Regions from separate parts of the Mus musculus genome. Here all the other regions are linked to region 3. A link is a contact called in public Hi-C data. All regions are on one chromosome and are shown on one strand. Each heading gives the region's core, a stretch centred on a gene start, on an enhancer-like site or on the middle of the called end of the contact. The rest is flanking DNA. Distances are from core to core; before and after follow the strand shown. Region 1 has its middle 15 kb from the start of Gm6749. Region 2 has its middle 9.5 kb from the start of Gm35359. Region 3 overlaps Itpr1 (inositol 1,4,5-trisphosphate receptor 1).

Region 1 (3,696 bases), core at 246-2,745, 450 kb before region 3:
CACATCCAGATATAACACTGAGCTCAGATGACACTTGAATTTTAGCTTTGGCAAACTAGCCAGAAAACAGAGCTCATCTGCCCATGCTCCCAACCTGTAAAACAGCAAGACCTTAATAGATGGGTGGTGTTGTGAGACACTGTGTTTGTAGTCACTTATTTTAAAAGCATCAAAAAAATAGACATAACATGAAGGTCAACACTGCAGGAGTAAAGCAAGCGAGAAAAGCTGCTGAGCTAGCAAAGAGCAAAGACTTCCTGAGACCCAACAGGCTTTGCTTTCACATTAAGGCCAGTGGATTTCCTCTGAATGAGGTTCAAGGTTTGACACAAGGAAACAAACAACAACAACAAATATGGCCTTTATTTGCCATGCCACACACATTCTGTGTGTGTGTGTGTGTCTGTCTGTCTGTCTGTCTCTCTCTCTCTCTCTCTCTGTCTCTCTCTTTCTCTTTCTCTCTCTCTCTGTCTCTCTCTCTGTGTCTCTGTCTCTGTCTCTGTCTCTGTCTCTCTCTCTCTCTCTGTCTCTCTCTCTCTCTCTCTCTCACACACACACACACACACACACACACACACACACACACACCAGCGCTAACCGCTGCTGGATGTACTGATAGAGAAAATAACTCCATCAATGGTGCACCTGCTGACCTGCAGAAGCACTGAGAAATGCTTGATTGTAAATTATTCAGAGGCGGCCTGCAAAAAAATGGAGAGCAGCCGAAGTTGAGAGATGGAGCATAGCATATACAGCAATAAAGGAATTCTAGCATCTCTAAAAGAAGAGCGGATCCATCAGGAGGGCTCCCATTAGGCAGGGTGAGCTGCGATCCACATTTTCCATGTCTCCCCACTCCCAAAGCCAACACAAAAAGCACTTTTCAGCCAGTGTTGCTTTGACACGCACATCCGTGCTTCACAGATTTGGCCTCTGGAGTATATGACGCTGGCCCCCACACCGTCCTGGCAATTGACTCACGAATGATTAAACCTGATGATTACCCAGGGCAGATAACCTGATTGCTAATAGAGACTAGAGTGGGGAGCAACTTTTGTTGGCGGGTGAGTTCTTTGTCAGAGACTACCTCCCAGGGGTAGTTGGCTGGGAGAGACTGGAAAGTTGACTAAAAAGCTCCATGGTGGGAAAAATTAAGCTGTACAGCCATGTGATAATAGCAGCAATAGAAAGAGAGGCAGAGCCTCCACCCACACAGCAAGTCAGAAATACCTCAGGTATAATTAAACTCGATTCCAGAATTTAGCACCTTTTTGTAATAAGAATCTTTGCTTGAAGTCCTTAGCATTCTGTTGCCTTGGCAAAAACCCTATCACTTGGCATTTCAGAGGTTTCTGTCCCATTTTCAAAGAACAGTCTTGGTGAAGGAGCCTTGGGAAGATGCATCTGATTCCGCTGGTCCCTTTACTACTGAGTCGCCCTCTGTGAGGAAGTAAAGGAAAGAGACTTTTGCAGGCCTCTGCCTGCCTGGGCTTCTCGGTGATGGGTGTTCCTTGCCTCCTCCTCACCAGTAAACCTTAAGTAGGGCACGCCATGCTAACTCCAGCAGAACACAGCCAAGATCTCCGTGTCAGTGGCGCTTGAGGGCAAACCCTTGGCACATCTGCTGCTTATCTCCGGATGTCAGAGTTCTTAAGTGAACGTCTTGGACTTGGAATTTCTCTTTTATGCTTGTTTGACCCCTCTGTTATAATACCCAGCTCTGATCATCATTTCTTCCATATCCATTCTTGCCAGTATTCATTCTCTTTCTCTCTGTCTCTCTCTGTCTCTCTCATCTCTATCTGCTCTTGATCCCTCTCTCTCCACCCTCACCTCCTCCCTCTCCTTCTATCTCACCCCCCTCTCTCTCCCCAAAAACCATTGTCATAGTCCAATGCTATTTTCTGAAAATGGAAATCATGACTTGAACTCAAAGCGTGACTGTAGTGAATCACATGTGAAGGCCTTGGCAGGGTGCTTGGCACATGGTACATGCTGGACAGTATTAGTCATTTTTGATAGAAAAACTGGTGCATGGTTGGCAAAAGAAAAAGCCTAAAACTCATAAAGGGTATTCCAGCAAGAGAGGAGACAATACGGGAATAAAATTAAAATGCAAATAACCCATCTAGACACTGGATGTCCCCTCCCATTTCCGAAGCATCAGAATTCCGGAGCCTGCCTGTAATTATAAAAAGGGAGAATTTGGTACTTGGGGGTTTGCTTAAGATTATACCCAATTAAGGATAGCCTACTTGAAAGTTTAAATTGTCAGAAACCCACCTTAATACTGCCTCAGCCTTTTGTCACACCAATTATAATTATGATTCATTCAATAACTGTCCCCTGCAGACATAGGATGTGCTTGGCACTAGGTGTACTACAGAAAGCAAGAGAGGGGCTGCTCTGACATCATACAGTTAAGGGTGTGACAGGGAAGACAGATGACAAACGTGCATAATACAGGCATAAGTGTATAGCAGAATTGTTGAAAGGTAACAGGAAGACGTCTTTGCACACATGTCATGACCAAAGAAGTCCTCCTTAAGAAGCTGCCGTTCAAACTGAGACCTGAGGATGGAGAGTAAACAGCAAACGGAAAATTGATGTGAGGCAGGACAAGGACCTGGTACAGGCAAATAGGATCAAGCTCCCCCTGCATTGAGTTGCTTGCTATCTGACAGCAATGTTGCCACTTATTTAAGTTCATCCCACAACTTCCCAAAAGAAGGCACAGTCTTGCTAGGAGATAACTGAGGCCTGGAGGGTTGAAGCAAACCACCCAAGGCAAGTGGCAACGCTGACTAATACTGAGTCATGACAGCATCTAGCTTTCTTCATCAAAATAACCCAACATCTGAACCAGGAAATAGGGGTGGGGTAAGATGAGCAGGACTTCAAGTCTAGGGGAAAAACTGGCAGTCACTGTTCCAGATCTCAGTGAGTCTCTTTCTAAGGAGAATCACAATTGCTACCTGTTAAAGGATGCCCTTACACCAGGCACAGTGCCCGGCCCTTTGCATGTATAATTCTCACAGCACACCACAGACAAACACTACAGTCCCCACCTTCCTCTTCTTACCCATGGCTTCTTCTTCCCTCTGCTATGTCACACACCCAAGGAAACACTCCTTTTCCTATCTTGAATCTTGCTCCAAAAGAGAGCAGCAGTAAGTGCAATTATAAGCCTTGAACCTGTGACAGGTGAACACTAAAGTGCATTGAACCTAAAGAAAACAGTAGCAAAGTTTTGTGAAGTGAGCAAGCAAAGTGAAGGCAGTGGGTGCCCCACAGTTTCCCTAATCTCTCAAGTTGTTTTAAGAGTCTGTTGTCAGCTTCTCAGAGCCACGTGGACCTGTAGAATTCCCACTAGAGATGGAGGCTACAAAGAGTTTTCTCCTTGTCCCTTTTTAACAGATTGACACCTTTAAACAAATGGCGACTGTTTTCCATGACAGGTGGAGGTAACAACCATGAGCAAAGGCCACTGTAAGAAGACAAATGGAGCCCTGGGGGACCCTGATTCTCCCCAGTCAGACAGATACAAACCAAACCAGAAAAAGATGCACCCAACATCATACCCAGGAAACAACTTTGGAGTTTCTGCCTGGTGCTTTCTTTATTCCTCGGGGCTTCCCCTTTCTTGGACCAGTTGCAGGTCGATTCTTTCTATCCAGTTTGTACCCCTCGTATATG
Region 2 (3,728 bases), core at 779-3,278, 290 kb before region 3:
ATAAAACTTTAAAAAATATAAAGAAAGTTCTGATTTGGTTCATTTGGCCACCAGTCAATACAGAAAACACCTGGTACTTGTTTAAAAGAATTAATATTGAGTGTCCACCTTCCTGACATCATGGTAGGAGCTAGAAACATAACAGTAGCCAACATAGAACCAGATTGGAGTTTCAAGTTTCTTACAGCTTAGTGGGTTACACAGAAACTATGACAGACACAGGTAAAGGCTGACAAAATTGCAGTATGTTTTATGGAGGCCAACCATAAAAAGTATCAAATCAAAAGAATGCCCAAGACTGCTTCATGATTGAGGTGACTTTTGGACAGAAACAAAAAGAAACTGTATTAGTTACTGTTCCAGTTTGCCTTCTGTTGCTGTCATAAAACATGAGCAAAAGACATTTGGGGAGGGGAGGGTTTGTTGCCTTACACTTCCAAGTCAGAGCCTATCATTGAGGGAAGTTGGGGCAGGAACTAAAGTGGAATCCACAGAGGGCCATAGCTGACGAATTTGCTTCCTCTGACTCACACTCACCCTGGTTTTTTTTTTTTGGGGGGGGGGGGTTGGTTTTACAAGACAGGGTTTCTCTGTATAGCCCTGGCTGTCCTGGAACTCACTTTGTAGACCAGGCTGGCCTCGAATTCAGAAATCCACCTGCTTCTGCCTCCTGAGTGCTGGGATTAAAGGCATGTGTCACCACGCCTGGCTCAGCCTGTTTTCTTAAACATTCCAGGACCACCTGCCCGGTGGCACTGCCCACACTGGGCTGGGTCTTCCCACATCAGTTAACAAGAAAACCCTTCCACAGACGTGTCTACAGGCCAGTCTGATGGGGCCAGTGTCCCAGTTTAGAATGCCTCAAATAGCTCTTAGCGGCATCAAGTTGATAGCTAACGCTAACTAGGAGAGTTACTTTCCCAGCTGCTCGTCTCAAACACTTAACAGAAGCATCTTCAAGGAGTGAGGAGTTATTTCAGCTCACAGTTCAAGAGAAGTCCATCATGATGGGGAAGACATCATTGCAGGAGCAGGAGCCAGCTGCTCACATTTCATCCACAGTCATGAAATACAGACAGACGATGCCTATGCTCAATGCCCAATCCTCTACCCTGGATCCCAGAGTGTGGAATAAAACCACTCCAATTCATAATGAGTCTTCCTACCCCAATGAACTAAATCTATATGATCCTCACAGACAGGCTCAGGGGTTTATTTTCATGGTAAGTTCTAAATTGCATCAGCTTGGCATTCAAAATGAACCCTTAAAGTGGCTGGAGAGATGGTTCAGTGATTAAGAGCACTTGGCAGCTCTTCCAGAGGACCTGGGTTCAACTCCCAGCACTCACATGGAAACTCACAGCCATTCATAAATCCAGTTCCAAGCGATCTGATGTCCTCTTTTGGCATCTAGGGTCACTGCAGGCATGTAGTACACAGACCCACACAAGCAAACCACCTATACACACAAAATAACTATTTTTGTAATCAACCTTCAGATATAGGTAGTTATTTAATAGGCAAAGAGTAGAGTAGGGAAAAGGAGGGGAGAGAATATTCTAGGCCAAAAGCAACACATCAGGTATGTTTAGGGAAAGAAACATTGCCAGAGGCAATATAGCTATGTTAAATGTCACTTGGTTCTTGGGCCCTTTGAGGCATTCAACAAGATAAAAAGGAAAGAGCAACAGGTCAGTAAAGGGCAAAAAGGTCTATTGGACATATAGAATTGTCTCGTGGGGTCTGGGATCCAGCGGTGTCTACACTGCTTACTCTCTGTCCTCTCTTCCTCCTAGCTTGTGGGTCAGAAGGTTTCCCTCTTCCCTGCTTGCGTTCAGCTTGGACTAGAGGTTGTTTACTCCTCTTGGAGACTGCTCAGGATCTTATGACTGATGTCACAGTTGATCTCATGACTGCCAGTCTCGTGTCTGTCTTCTTCCTAACAGCTAGAAAGCAAAGGTGGCACGGAATACAACCTGGCAGAACTCAGCTAAGTCACCAGAGCTGTGAGACAGAACATCTACATGAGGCCACCTCATAGCCTGCTGACTGCCCTAGAGAGGAGTTCCTCTGAGTCAGGTGTCCACCACTGGTTCAGTCAGCTGAGCCATGGCTGCAGTGTCATGTGGGTGGCCTGTGGGAAAGGGACTGCTCCGAAGCAATGACTGCTGTGACAAGCACTGCTAGAGAATCCATGAACTCTGAAAGTCACTAGTCATCTGTCCTTGCTACATAGTTGCCTAGAGCACAGCCATTTCCTTTCTATGGGGACAACTCAAAGATCCCTTGCCTTTGCTTGTTCATCTGTGCTTCATTTCAACAGGGGATGTGGTGGTCCGAATGAAAGTGGCCCCAGTAGACTCAGGGGTGGGTAGGTTTCAGAAGCTCAAGCCACGAATAGTGGCTCACTCTCTTCCTGCTGCCCATGGATCTAGATGCAGAACTCTCAGCTACCTCTCCAGCCCCATGCCTGCCTGTGTGCCATCATGCTTCCTGCCATGATGATAATGGACTAAACCTCTGAACTGTCAGCCAGCCCCAATTAAATGTTTTCCTTTGTAAGAGTTGCCATGGTCATGGTGTCCCTTCACAGCAACAGAAACAGTAACTAAGACAGGGGACATCGGGCCAGTGAGGATCTCGAGAAGCAGGTGCTCTGAGGATCTTTAACATGGGAGTGCTCTCAGGGCACTTGTGGAATAGAAGAGACACTTGGGGAAGCTGACTTTCAGGGCCTTAATAAAAATGTGTCAACCAGTGCCTTCGCTCTGGCCATTCCAATTTACCCAAAGCAGAGCAAAAGCATCAGTCTTTAAGCAGACACATTTTCTAGACACTAGATATGGACTGCAGGAAGGAATCTTGACCAATGGCTGGTCAGTTTTCTTCAGTAAATTGCAGTCCTCAGCATCAGCAACATCAGCTGGCTGCTGTCTTCCAGCATAATTCCTAACACCTGGAGAATAATGCTTCCCCCCCCCCTCCTCCTCCTCCTCCACCTCTGCTGAGCAAGCCATGAGGAAGAAATCAATGAACAGCATCCCTCCATGGCCCTGCATCAGTTCCTGCCTGCAGGTTCCAGCCCAGCTTGACTTCCTGCCCTCACTGCTTTGGATCAGGAATTGTGAGCAAAATAAACCCTTTTCTTTTCCCACTCCAAACAAATAAGCAAGCACACAAACAAAACCAAACATGATGAAATAGAGAGAATACAGTAGTTTAATATGTAGGATTGAGGCCATGCTGGTAGCTTAATTTTAAATTGTAATTCCTTCAAGACGCTAATTCTAAACACAGCCACATTCTGAGCTCCTGGAAGTGAGAACTTTGACGTGAATTTGAGGGCACAAAGACAAACAAACAAACAAACAGCAAAATTCAACCCATATCCATGGGGAACACAAAGATGTTATGTCAAGGCCCCAGCCCCAGGAGCACAACATACACAGAAAGGGTATCATGAATCTAACATGCCTTTGGGGGTCTTTATGACATGCCAGGCACCGTGTGCCATCTCTTAAGAGTCTTACTGTCTTGATTCTCCCAGTAACTGCTGAGAAGGGCAGCGGTACACCCATTCTACAGGCAGGAAGACAGAAGTGCAGAGAGGTCAAGATCTTGCCCAAGGTCACTCAGTAGACAGTTGATGAAACTAGCGTCCAAGCCTGTATCTTCGGATTCCACATGGTTTGAAGTGTCTGGAGTCTGCCTCTTGTTGATGTTCATAG
Region 3 (4,203 bases), core at 341-2,840:
CAGGAACCAGTTAGAGGTAGTTGTAAGCTGCCATGTGGGTGCTGGGAACGAAACCAGCCTCTGGAAGAGCAGCCTGTGTTCTTAACTGTTGATCTATCTTCTAGCTCATTCTCTTGTATTTTTATTTGCTGCTCTTTAGTCATGCAGAGACTGCAGAATTTGAGTGTTCCTTCAGATGTCTGGTCTTAGAACTCTATTCAAGCCTCTGGGTTTTACGGGAAGGGAGGAGAACAGGACTTTGCTCTTTATCCTTTCTCGCCTTTTAATTTTCTTTGTGGATGGCCAGAAGAGCTGATATATGTAAAATTCTTCTTCTGTCTGTCGTGGGATTTTACCATTCAGGAAGGAACAATATCAGGTCTCTACTATCTCTAGAAGGACTATCCCCATGAGCTGTGCTTCTTCCTAATAACACAACTGTCAGTCTTGGATGAATAAGCCTGGCGATTTTTAAAGCAGTGTCTTGGCTTAACAGCCAAATTGAATGCTTTTAGACCTACACACTGCCAAAGGTTGTCACTTAGGCAGACTCACTAACAATCAGAATAGAGCTCTGAGAGTTCACATTGTCAGTAAGTCAGGTCAGTGCTTGAGCGTGGGAACTGCGGAGTGTTTCACACACATATGGAAGCTGGAGAAGGACATTAGGCATCCTTTTCTATCCATCTCCACTTTGTTCCTTTGACAGCCTTCCATTAAGCCTAGAGCTTGGTGTTGACCATCAAGCCACTGAGACACTGACTCCGCCCCTCACAGTGCTTAGGTGAGAGGAACACGTGTGACTACATGCTCATGAGAACTCATGCTTGCCTAATAGCACTCTGATGCACTGAGCCATCTCTTCAGCCCCAACAGTAGCTCTTTTTGAATTATGGCTGTCTATGAGAGCAGGATTTAGGCCAATAATCCAAAGGACTTCTGCTCAATGACACCTGATTTCCTAGAGAACGACAGGAGGACAATACGCTCACATGTCAAAGGCACTGGAGGGAGGGAAAAGAAAAAGGCTGAACCAGCGGAAAAGAATATCATCTCTCTTCTGCTCATTTGGCATGGCTACCAGCATAAGAAGTTATACACCAAAGGCAATCATATTTCCTAACTTTCTGGATGTTCAAAATTATCTTAAATATATAGTCAGAAAGGTTTAAGTAAGGTAGTGAGAGAAAGCAAAACAGCCTACAGACCTCTCTGGGTGATAAACCACTTCACAGAAACAAACAAACAAACAACCAGACATGTTTGACAGAAATCAAGGCTAATAAATGAAGCCTGTCTTGAAATGACAAGCAACTTCCTGAAACAATAGAAACTAATATCCGAATGTCTTAAGAGCTTGGAGGAGTTGAACGCCACACAAGGCACCTTCTGGGACTCAGCAGGGGCCCTGAGAGGCAGCACCTGTCAGCAGCTTGCTCACCAGGTGAGCAACTAGGTAAAGAAAGGTAAGGCACTTTGGCTGGAGGCCTGAAGAAAGGGCATTTCTTGGGTCAAGCACTTTTCCCCTCTTGCTATTTGTTTAATCTTCTGGAGAGTTCCACAATGGACTTTGTTTTCCAACCCCCATTAGGGAAGAGAAACCTTCAAATTCAAAGTTACTAAAGGCTGACAAGGGCACAGCTGGATTCCAATGTCCCACTCAGGAGGTCAGAGCCCTTTGTGTGACAGGTCGCCTTTCAAGGCTCTCTCCCAAATCTCTGCATATTTATACACTGATTCTCAGGACTCACAGGTGGACCCTAGATGTGGTGGTATTTTTTTTGCAAGTGTAAGTGGCCTCACTGTTCAGATCCCTCTAGTTGACTGGCATGCACAGTTCTGGGAGTGGGGTGGGATATGCCCCATGGAGATGCCAGGCTGTTTTTATCAGTCTCAATGCCAAAAACCACCTATAAGTCCCTACATGTTGCGGGAGAACAGTCCCTGACTCTGGGGTTAGCTCACTTCTTTCCACATGGATAAAACCTGAGGTTAGAAAACACCACTTGAAAGTGACTCATTTCTAACTCCCCTGCCAAAAACAACACCCATTTACGCAACTCCCTCACACAGCAGACTCTTCCTCCTCTTCAGGGTGACTGCCCTATCAAACTGAGGCGGATCTCCCTACAAGCTGCCCTTCTGTTCATTACCAGAGATTCAAATCACACTATTCTACATGCATCTATCTTTCTGTGATGGGGGGGGGGGGGAGGGAGGAAGGGGGTCGCAGACAGTCAAAGCAATGAGTTCCTCCCACGCTGTGCTCTGCAGTGATAGGTCCAGATAGCGTACGATGTCATATCCCAGACCGGCTGGGACTCATTTCTTAACCCAACCTTCAAAAGTGGTCGGGGAAAGGCCCCATGAATCAGGGAACTCTCTCTTTTCAGCTGAACTCACAGCTTGGTTTCTGGACTCAGAGCACCTCATATTTTCCACCTCTAACTGTGTACGTGCAGAGGGAAAACTTTCATTGGGTGTGTCTGTAACCCAGACCTTGGCAGAGGAATAGCCGTGGGCAGTCACTTGATATATGAAAATCACTGTGCTTCTGCAAATGGAGGCAAGTATTCCAAGAGGAAAAAAAAATTATCCCCTTAGTTTGCTACAGAGTGCTACATCCCTCTCCAAACATCTGTATCAGCTTTTAACCTTTTAAAGTCATGGAAGTTCATAGACAGATTTTCTTCCTCCACATTCCAGGTAAGGACAACCCCTGTCCTCTGCGGGGAAGAGGACACGAAGGGAACTCCCCCCCCCCCCCCACACACACACCCCGGGTGCTGGTGGGAACATCTTAGTAGGAAGGAACACAGAAGTTGGCACGGGCGTGAAGGACGGATATACAGACAGCACCATGAGGCTTACTGAGTGCTGTGTGTGCCAGAAATTAATTCATAAGCAAATGCTTATTTTATAGTTTCCCACTTGCGACAAAACATCGAGCAGAAAGGAAATATTTCTTCTGGGGGCTGGCACTGGATCAGGGACAAAGCAGCAGGAAGCAGGCTTCAAGATAAGCCTGATCTCCCACTGCCTGACAAGTGTGTCACCCATCCAGAAAGCTCAAGGGCTGTGCAACCATCTTCACGCTCCTGTAAACAGAGCTGCTTTGAAGGCCCCAGGCAGGAGAGTTACCACCATGAGAGAAGCCTTGGAAGAGAAAGAAAGTTCTGAAAGCCTTAGGGACAGGGTTCCTCCAAGTCTATTACACTACACTAGGACAGTTGAACCTTGACTTCTGGCAGTTTTCAGGGATCCAGGTGCTGAGAGGTCAGTGATGGGGGTTTCAGGACAAGAGGGCCGAGCAAGTGTTCCTGTGGCATTGGTTCTGGTTTCCTTCTGACAAAATCTTTTGACAGTATGGCCAATTAAATCCAGGATTTCTGGAGAGCTGAGGTCCCCAGTGGCCTGATCCTCAAGACAAGACTGAGTTTTCACACTCCATCCAAAGGGAGTAGATGTGTGTCAACACTTTCTACAAAGAAGGGATTGCACTTCCAAGGAAAAACTACACTCAATTCCAGAGATTAGAGTGTTGTCCTTCCCTGCTTGTGGCTTCCACTGGCCTATGCTGGGGTGCACAGTCAATTATAACTGAAGGAAAATGGACTGATGCCAGGGACAGCCCTACCAATGCCCTCTCTCATCCTCTACAGGCTTCCCTCCCAACAGCAGGCTGAGGCCTTATGCAACCACGTTGGTTCATGGCTAGAATGTAGTAGGCATGTCACCCTCAAGTCTGAGCACAGGCTTTAAAAGGATGCACAGCTGGGTGTTGGTAGGAGAGGGAATGGGAGCTAGAGCCATGGCTCAGTGGTTGAGAGTTTCAATCCCAGGTCCCATGGTTGGTATCTTACAAGCACCTGTAACTACAGCTCTGGAGGATTCAATGCCCTATTCTGGACTCCTACTGTACCTATGGACAGGTTAAACATGGACGGGCCCATACACAGATTCATAAAATTACACACATAATTAAAAATGAAAATAAATCGTAGTGGGGGAAAATAATGGACAGCTTCAACTTCTATTGCTTCGAGCACTTCTCAAAGAACCCAGCCACCATGTTATAGAAAGAAGCGCCCCACATACCGAAAACCAGTACCCTCCAGCTCAAGCTGAGAACCAACCCTCACAGCCAAACAAGTGGCCATGCTGACGACTCTAGTCCCAACTTCCTGATGAATTCAGCCCCAGTCAAGACCACATGGGGTGAAA

What was found. Hi-C and Micro-C count contacts between places; a contact is called where the count stands out from the background.
Region 1: a Hi-C map of muscle stem cells shows a contact between it and region 3, with 4 times the contacts expected there. The contact joins two enhancer-like sites. A contact is called at or near these places in 1 of 484 Hi-C or Micro-C datasets (muscle stem cells) and 1 of 9 other capture datasets (embryonic stem cells).
Region 2: a contact with region 3 is called in a Hi-C map of bone marrow-derived macrophages, with 30 read pairs. The contact joins two enhancer-like sites. A contact is called at or near these places in 4 of 15 datasets of contacts at CTCF or cohesin (the NIH/3T3 cell line, embryonic stem cells and pro-B cells), 19 of 484 Hi-C or Micro-C datasets (bone marrow-derived macrophages, cerebral cortex, differentiating embryonic stem cells and 1 more), 10 of 115 datasets of contacts at active chromatin or transcription factors (bone marrow-derived macrophages, double positive thymocytes, embryonic stem cells and 2 more) and 1 of 9 other capture datasets (embryonic stem cells).

What each region holds. Positions count from the first base shown.
Region 1 is chr6:108,894,445-108,898,140 of GRCm38.p6, reverse strand. No RefSeq gene overlaps it. Among named protein-coding and RNA genes, the nearest start is that of Gm6749, 15 kb to the right of the region's middle. Within about 2 kb of position 1,495, at least 30 of the 459 cell types and tissues checked have an H3K27ac peak or open chromatin away from gene starts, as enhancers often do. A contact at or near this core is called in muscle stem cells, where this site is marked.
Region 2 is chr6:108,739,036-108,742,763 of GRCm38.p6, reverse strand. No RefSeq gene overlaps it. Among named protein-coding and RNA genes, the nearest start is that of Gm35359, 9.5 kb to the right of the region's middle. Within about 2 kb of position 2,028, at least 12 of the 459 cell types and tissues checked have an H3K27ac peak or open chromatin away from gene starts, as enhancers often do. A contact at or near this core is called in bone marrow-derived macrophages, where this site is marked.
Region 3 is chr6:108,446,383-108,450,585 of GRCm38.p6, reverse strand. All of the region lies in intron 44 of Itpr1 (inositol 1,4,5-trisphosphate receptor 1), which reads right to left. Among named protein-coding and RNA genes, the nearest start is that of Gm35165, 24 kb to the left of the region's middle. Within about 2 kb of position 1,590, at least 159 of the 459 cell types and tissues checked have an H3K27ac peak or open chromatin away from gene starts, as enhancers often do. A contact at or near this core is called in bone marrow-derived macrophages and muscle stem cells, where this site is marked.